Linked DNA regions of Gossypium hirsutum: region 2 is linked to region 1. The links are chromatin contacts, called in public Hi-C maps. All regions are on one chromosome and are shown on one strand. The core of a region is the stretch at or near the end of the contact, and the rest is flanking DNA. Distances in the headings are between cores, read along the strand shown.

Evidence for each region. A called contact is a pair of places that touch in the nucleus more often than the background predicts.
Region 2: a Hi-C map of leaf shows a contact between it and region 1, with 2.4 times the contacts expected there. The contact joins the enhancer-like site here to the promoter of LOC107891120 in region 1. A contact is called at or near these places in 3 of 34 Hi-C or Micro-C datasets (leaf and seedling).

Annotation. Positions count from the first base shown.
Region 1 is chrA08:15,993,389-15,997,885 of Gossypium_hirsutum_v2.1, reverse strand. It overlaps LOC107891120 (cysteine-tryptophan domain-containing zinc finger protein 7), which reads right to left and starts at 2,470. Exons shown (of 14, transcript XM_041075924.1): 1 at 1,905-2,470; 2 at 1,107-1,179; 3 at 879-1,009; 4 at 351-743; 5 at 1-249. The coding sequence starts at 2,072.
Region 2 is chrA08:16,027,685-16,032,181 of Gossypium_hirsutum_v2.1, reverse strand. LOC107952133 (a long non-coding RNA gene) reads left to right here. Exons shown (of 2, transcript XR_001698792.2): 1 at 1-4,497. Among protein-coding and RNA genes, the nearest start is that of LOC107952133, 4.7 kb to the left of the region's middle. Within about 2 kb of position 2,276, at least 9 of the 9 cell types and tissues checked have an H3K27ac peak or open chromatin away from gene starts, as enhancers often do. A contact at or near this core is called in leaf, where this site is marked.

The sequences.
Region 1 (4,497 bases), core at 1,221-3,720:
ATCTGCTTCCTTTTTTGGCATGAGACCACTACCGTTCATTATTTCCCTGTTAATGCCACTCGTTCTTTCAGCCAGAGAATTCTTTTTCTCCATTGACTTTGCTTTCTTATGTCTTGATAGCATTCCATCACACTTTCTAGAATCAGATCTATTCTCTTTCAATTTTTTTTCCTTTACAATCAAGTTAAGTAGATGATCGGGAAGAGGAGATAGTAGCGCCTCCTCCGGTACAGAGAAGGAAGTCATAAGCTACTCAAAAAATCCAGGGATTAAATCTGATCAGTTCCGGACTTGCACATTAGATGTAAGAATATATTTATAAGAAGATTAACAAACAATGGAGGATTTACCCGAAGAATGCTGGTTGGAGATTCAGATAATGGCTCTTGAGACTCCTGATACATCCCTTCACTTTCTGAAGGGCTTTGATCTAAGGACGAAGATGGTGAGACATCAAGGCCAAGACCACTGTAGATTGCAGCATTCTTCTGTGTTGACAAGTCACCTGAACCCATTTTGATTCTCACCTTCAATGTTTTCGGGTCAGACAGACTGGCAGCTTTCTTGCTTGCAAATTCACACCTAAAGGCAAGCTCATCAACATGAGCAGATGTTAAGTTGACCTCTTGTTTAATTGAATCATTCACAGTTGATGTCTTACGAAGGGTTTCAAAATTCGAAGGCAGTCCAGGCATCACAGACTGAGAACCACTTGATGAACATACTGAGTTATGTCGGCCATCCTACATGACAAAACAAAGTAAGCAGCCGGTTTAACTTGGACTTCTCAAATAAACCAAGATCCTGTGAAAGATTCCTTCTTTGTATGAAATAAATTCTATTTCCGAGGAAAATGAGACAAATTGAGAAAACACAACCTCCAATGGCATTTTTGGGGGCGATCTCGGTGCATGCCAGCTCTGAACTTTTGGAGAACCATTCGGATGAGGCCAACCCGGAGAACGTGTATAAGTAGGTAAGAATGACCCATATCCACCAAACTTTGCACCTGTGGCGATAGAAAAAATCACAAAATCATTAATTTGAAATTATGAACCCCAATTTACGGTGACTCTTCACCTCATACAAACCATGATTCTACTTACCCAGATTCTCTGCAGAAACTCCACCTTCAAAATCTTTCTGAAAATGTCCAAGAACATGTTGAATTTTCTCATCCTTCAAATACATGAAGTCATATATCACTAAGGGGTAATGAAAAAATGGAAAGAGACTAAGAATAAGCACCAGACCAGAAATAAGACATTGAGAAAGATCAGCATACATATAGTAGTCCACGAACAGTTAGTAACTAATCCTGTAGAAACAGCAATAACACACAGCAACCATGGAAGCCACCTAATGTGCTTGAATCTTACTCTCCTAATACCTATGAAATTCCCAGAGTTACAGTTAAGACTACCATAACGTTTTCACTAACCTAACTAGTAATCAAAATTCATTAATAATGCCTTCGCAAGTAACCAGATGTCCAACAAATTTCAGACAACTGGAAAAAGAAAGCGCGCACACACAGACACACACTACAACCATTAATACACCCATACACAAAACGGCTTCATCGCTAGACAGAAAACAATTCACTTAAGTTAAATAAAACTCCTAAAAACTAAATTCTCAAGATTCCTCCACATGAACCAAAATAACTAGTAAAATTAGAATAAAAACTGAAATATGAATCCATATGTAATATTTCTAGAAGCAACAGAAGTAAAAAAAGTAAAATCAATTTAAAATTGCAGTTACAGAATTTCAATTGATCAGCAAAAATCTTAACTTTAGATCTAAAACCCAACCAAAAAAACTAAAGTCGACACAATATGATTAAAAATTAATTAAAAACAAAAATGAAAGCAAAGAAAAAAAGAGCCAAATTTTCTTACTATGTAGGAGAGAGAAGATAGATCATTTTCGGTGTCTGTGGTGGCATCATAATCATCGTTATTGTTACTATAAGAGCAAGCCTCTCCTTCTTCAAGCTCAGTCTCTTCCATTTCTCTTCCAGCAAACTTTATCCCTTTCCTCGCATCGTTACTCCCCAACGAAATCATTCAAAAAAATAACAAAAAAAAAGAAAACCTCGCCCAAATATCAAGTTCTCGAACTTAATTTTCTATAATTCCAAGCCCACAGGTTTCTTATACTAATCCTTTTCTACAACCACTAAAACCCACCAAAGAAAAAAGCGGATATTTACCCTGATTTCAATCAAGACCTGAAACACGATCAGGAAGCCAAACAACAAACCAACATTTTTAAATGGTTTAAATTCGAAATCAAATAAATCGATTTTAAAACAAGGATCTCTCAAATTTTTACTGTTTTTAAGAGCTTTTTTGGATTTTAAAAAAAAAAAAATTTCGGTGCGATCTCTTTAACTTGAATCAATTAGCAAGGAAATAGAAAGAGACGAACTCTCTGTGTGGCTTTGGTGTACAGAGCAGCCGCGGTTATTCTTATTTTTTATTATTTATTTGTTTTCTTTTGTTTTTGTTTTTTTTTTTATTTTTTTAAAAGTCCACGTGATTGAAACGGAGAAGGGTAGGAAAGGACTGAAAATTATTTTAAATTTTCTTTTTATCTGAGCGTTATTATATTTTGGACTTCTTCTTTTCCTTTTTTACCTTTTTGGTCCCTCTATGTTTTACGTTTTCATTACGGCGTTGTGTCCGAAAAGTAAACAAATATTAGCTGATTCTTTTTGGCTTAATTTATGATGTAGCCCGTGAAGTATATCTATTTTCTCACTTTAATACTTGAATACCCAAAGGTAGTTTTTAGTCCATTTTCCTAAATTATATTAAAATTTTTTATGGCCATTATGATTCTGCCAACTGTTCTTTTATTTATAAAAATATATAGCTTTTGAGATAAAAATATTACTAAACAATATACTTTTTTAATTTTTCAAAAATGCTTTCCAGAAAAAAAAAATTTGCAAAAGCATTTTTTTTACCAAAAGCAAAAGTATAAAATTTTAACCTTTGCTCAAAAATATTTTTGGTCTAAAATTTCTTCTGAGAAACCATGCTAAACTAAACTCAAGTATAGTTCTTTTTATAAAAAAGCTAACACTCAAGTAAATATTTATTTCTCAAATAAATATTTTTTTAAATTAAAATACATATAAATGTTTTTATTTAAAAAAAAGATCCGAATAGCGAGTAGCGAGTTCCAAATGATAATTTGATGATCAATACAATGAATCAATACCCGTCGACAAGTTAAAAAAATACCTTATATCTAAGTTGATCCGATGGTCAATGTTGGATGCTAGAGAAGAAAGTTATTTGGATTTTGATTTGCAAATCCATAATGTTCAAATTTTGTTTCATGAAAAAAAATTGTAAAAGTGAATAGATTGATGTAAAGGGTGCAAATAAAGTTCATATAACAACGATTTTAATAGTCTAGTGGCTTAAACGAGATCTTTCAAATAATTCAGTGGTCAACTTTTTAAAATTGAGTGACTAAAACGTAAATTTATTTATAGTGTAGTGACCTTGAGTTTAGATTACCTAATTTAAAAATAGACTAAAACCCAATTAAAAAAAAAACTAAATTCCATTTTAACCAAAATATTTGGGATGGAGTCTAGAAAGGTGGCTTTATTTGAGAAAATGTTGAGGAGAAAGAGTTTTGAGTTATTTTGTAGGATTAAGATAGAGTCAGCATTTTAATTCGTTGGAAGGTTGTATAACTTCTTTTAATCTTATAAGTATCTCCACATATACATTTGTCCTAAGCTATGAAATTTTCCATATACACGTGCAATGACTATAAGGAATGATTGTTAAGGATACATAAATGTTTTCTATATTTGATTGGTGGATGAATTGTTCAACTCATCAGTGGTTTGATCAGTTTAATTAATTCGATTAAAAAATTATTAAAAAATAAAATTTTGGTTCAACCAATTCAATTGTCGATTCAATCAATTTTTAAATGATTCAATAGGTTCAATTGATTCGTATCGATTCTCGATCTGATTGGTTTAAAATCACTTTCTAAACCAATTCATTAGCCAGATCCCATTTCAACTAATCTGAGCGACTGATCTAGTCTGGTTCAAACAACACTAGTATAGATAGACTATTATGATATTCTTTATCGATGATTATTATGTTTAAATTTATGGTTCAATCTGTATATTTTGAATTGATTTGATCTAATCTATCTAATATTATATTGCCATTAGTCCTTTAATAATTTCAATAGTTAAAGCTATTTTGATTAACTAATAACATCATAAAATATATTAATTATATTAAAAATTAAAGCATAAAAATTAATTCTTAAATTTATGTATAGTAAATGAACCAAAACTGAAGTTTAACATTTTTAAGTAAAAAAAAAAGAAAAAAAGCATAAGTCAATAAAAGAAGGCTTTTATAATTTAGCCCCTAAAGTATACCTAATTTTTCATTTTGGTATACTTAATTTTTCATTTTGGTATCTAAACGCACCATGTGACAT
Region 2 (4,497 bases), core at 1,027-3,526, 34 kb before region 1:
AACCAGTTCGTAGTCTTTTTCTTGATTTTCATGGAGTGAAACACTTCCTGATCAATGATAATATTATCCGTAGTAGTCCTTCCTGCAATAAACCCAGTCTGCTATTGGCCAATAATTCTTGGGAACACCAGCTTAAAATAATTGGCAATGATTTTCATTACCAACTTGTAGAGAATTGAACACAAACTAATCGGTTGAAATTTGGAGAAGCATTCTGGATTTGGATCCTTAGGAATGAGAACAATAAGGGCATTATTCAGCTTTAGGTCGATTTTTCCACCCTTAAACATGTTTTTGACCCAGGTACAAACTGAATCCCCAATTTGATTCCCCTGACTCTGAAAAAAGAGGGCATGAAATTCATCACTTCCCAGTACCTTCAAAGGACTCATATCAAACATGGCAAATTTTTTCTGCTCATTTGAGACGGGGTTGCTCAACATCTAGATCTTACTGTCTTTAAGCTTCGGAAAGGAACTAGTGGGAAGACTTCTCATCGGCCCTAGGTCTTCACCATATAAATTCTAAAAAAAATGAGATAACTCCTGTCGTAATTTCTCCTCATAAAAAATCCACCCACTCTCCCCATTTTTTAAAGTCGTAATTCGATTATGCTTTCTCCTTTTTAGGGTGCGCCTATGAAAGAATTTTGTGTTACGGTCTCCCAAAAAGAGCCAGTCACACCTCGCCTTTTTTTCTAGAGAAGTTCCTCATGATGTAAAACTTTTTCTAATTCCTCACTAGTTTCCCATTCCGACTAAAATAAATGATCAAACTGAGAACAATCCATAGCCCTCTACATTATGTCGAGTTTCTGAAGCAATTTTTTGCATGTTCTAATATGGTCGTACACCCTCTTATTCCAATCCTTAAGCTGGTAAGTGAGATTAGAAATCTAGCTAAACATGGAACCAACAAAATTCCAATTATTCTTAACGAAATTAGAAAACTCTGCATGCTTAACCAATCCTGCCAGAAAATGAAAAGGATGGCCCCTAGATGAATGAAGCTTAAACCTAAGAGACAAAAAAATAGGCATGTGATCAGACTTGATTCTAGGAAAATAAGTCACGGTAAAATTTGGAAATGATGTCAACCAAGCCTTATTCCCAATAGCCCTGTCAAGACGTTTCGAAACTCCACCCCTCTGCCACGTTAAAGGAGCACCTCTGAAACCCAAGTCATTAACCCCAAAAGAATCCATAAAATCTCCAAAAAATGGACATATTTTACCATTGACTTATCCCCCTATTTTCTCATTAGAGGCTAAAATCATATTAAAATCTCCTATAGCCACCCAAGGGGTATCAAAGCAAGGGATATTCATCTTCAAAGCATCCTAAAGCCACCTACGCTTGCGACTGTTAGGACTACCATATACAAAGGCAACAAAAATCGGGTGTTGGAAAATACGTTCATAAACCCGAATCGCAACAAATTGGGGATGACTCCAAATAATATCAACCTGTAACGAGTCCTTCCACCCAACCCAAATTCCTTCATAAAAGCCAATGGCTTCCACTCGATGAGAGCACTAAAACAAAATAATCAAATTAGCTTTGTCATCACTCACTCTAGTTTCTAAAAGGCCAACAATATTTGGCTTATATTCCCGATGGTATTCGGGAAAAATCCTCGAAAACTTTCTACTAGCTTGACAGTTCCATGCAAAAATAAACAAATTCATTAAAGAAAAAAGTAAAAATAAAGGGAGAGTAACGTACTGTAGCTCATGACTAGCATGTGTCTTCCCTGCGTTTCCCATAAATGTTCAAGTTCCCCATCTCAGCCCTGTTAATTTGCGAGTTGAGGAGTTTGGCCATCGAATTCATAGAGTCTGATAGTGGAACCCTTGCACTCCCAAAATTTTTAAAATGTCCCCCGCGTTCACGAATTATCTTACTAATAGCACCATTATTTCGAACATTACCCCTATTAGTTCCTGAACCCCTCACTTTCGAAATCGGTATTCCTCTCTTCCAACCGAAATACCAGCTTCAGTATATTTAGCAATATTTAGTCTATTTTTTTCCTTAAAAGTAATCGCAGAGTGGTTACTAGAATCAAGTAGTTCCTTATTAATTTCTACTACTGATTCCACAGGACCCTCAAAAATAGGATTAATTTGAGCAGTAATGCCCGAATGGAATTAACCTTCCTTTAATTAAAATCAGTCGAAGATGCGTTGTTATTTGGAAGACTCCATGCACTGTATCGACACTGTCCGAATTAAAAGATAGTTCCAAGCCCCTAATTTCTTGATCCGTTAAAACAGGCCCATCACCCTTAATGTTATCGTTATTTCCCATCGCAGCTTTAATATGGCTTACTGGGTCTAACAGTGACCTATTTTGTATACCCAATTCTGCCATCACGAGCCCACGATCCACCTGGCCAGCAGCTTCCTTCAAAAGTTCCAACCCATCCACTAATTGCTTTCCCAAGACGCTAAAGTTATTTGTCGTTTTGGGATTTAACCCAATATTTTCCTTTGCCCTAGAAACACCCTTCTGATTAATCCCTTTCAGAAAGTCTACTTTTTGAAATCTTATCCCCGAAAATTCTGCTTCTATTTCACTAGTTTTGTCCGTTTCAATACAGGCAGATTCCGGCCACCACTCACGGCGATTTTCGTTGCAGGATTTTGGCGACCCCTAGAGTTTCTCCGTGACTTCCTCTCAACAATCATCTAGGGTCAGAACGGCTCCGACGGCTCCACTGCTTTGACTTCCTTCGGTAAGCGTTCCGTCGTTATATTCCTACCCTCGGCTACGTCCTGCGAAAACCCCACATCCACACACATGTCCTTCGAATGACCGGACCTTCCACAGGAGAAACACACGGATGGTAGCGCTTCAAACTCCACCCTTTGCACCGCCCCATTAACCAGAACCTAAGAAACTAAGGGCTTCCTCAAATCGATGCACATGACCATTCTATCAAATTTTCCCCTCGGCCCCTTATCGGTCTGAAAATTGAGCTTAGTGACCTTCCCAATCAAACCCCGGATTTCCTCCAAGATTTGTCGTTTATAAAGAAACCCTGGAAGACCCGGTAATCTGATCGAAACCATAGTGTTGCTAGGGAAAGCTTGAAGAGGGTTAAACTCCGGTGTCCACAGTTGAACAGTGAGATACTAACCAAGGACAATCCATGGTCCCTGTGTAAGCACCCTCTCGTAATCTTCTCTACTATGAAATTTAATCAGAAAATAGCCATTCTCCACATCCATTATGTGAATCTGTTGAGAAGGCTTCTAAAGACTGAATTCTATTATGTAGAATAGAGTATCAAATATTTCGGCCAAGAAGTTTAATGACCACCGTAGTCGCCATATCTCTGAAAAGAAACTGTTCGATCCTCTCAGAAAAATTAATAGCAGGAATACCATCAACTGTCGTTTTGACCACTTCTTCATCTAGAAACTCAAAATCCTCGTCTCTCCTTGGGACAAGAGCCCCTCATCCCAAAACTTTATCCCTCCATGAGATCTCCAGCGCAGGGATCGAGTCCACTACCATATCATTTTCAACAATAGAATCCAAGCCCTTAAAGCGGACTTTTTTAGTGTTCCGATCACCGATCAATTTCTCATCTTCTCCATTCTCAACCAGTAATTTTTTTTTCTTTTCAAATATATTTATAACCATATAATTTAAGTAAGTGTGTATTTTGCAAACGTAAATAATGAAAATTTTGACTGATTATGATTTTATGGATGCAATTAATTTTATATTAAAACGTTAATCTATTATGTATACACCAAAATCTCATAATTGGGTTGTGACAGCAGCAACCCTTAGTGTAGCACAAGTATTTTGATTGATTTATTAACAGAGGTAGTTTTGAAAAATCATGACCTTGTGGGGTTTTTTTTTATCTAGATAAAACAAAAATAAAAAATAAATATCAAAATGGTATGTCGTCCCCATTATCTACTGAAATTATATATTGTGGGTGGTGAAGAGTGAAATTATATATTGTGGGTGGTAAAGAGGCGGCACCACCTTAATTTTTTTTACTATCAAGCTAATTATTGGCCTAAAAAAATAAAGACTTGAGGGTTTGAGATGGGCTACAATAATTTATATGGGTATGAAATACAAAAATTAAGAGTTGAGGGTTTGAGAATATATATGGGTATGAAATACAAAAATTAAGAGTTGAGGGTTTGAGATAGGCTACAATAATCTATTAAGTTAAGCCCTCTTTTTTTTATTCTATCTTTCCTTATTTTTTTATTTTATCGTGTAATAGCACATTTTTCAATGATGACGCAACGTAGTTTCGGGACTATAAATTTTTATCGTGTCGGCCTGTAAATATTATTTATAGAATATTTTTGAATTCATTAAAGTCGTATAAAAATTTAGTTAATAAATTTTAACGTTTAGATAACTAATTAAAAAAAAGATTAATTTATAAAAGGTGCAAAATTTAATAATTATTGCATGTAGATAATTTAATAACTTAACTAATAATGTGGGAGGGCCAATG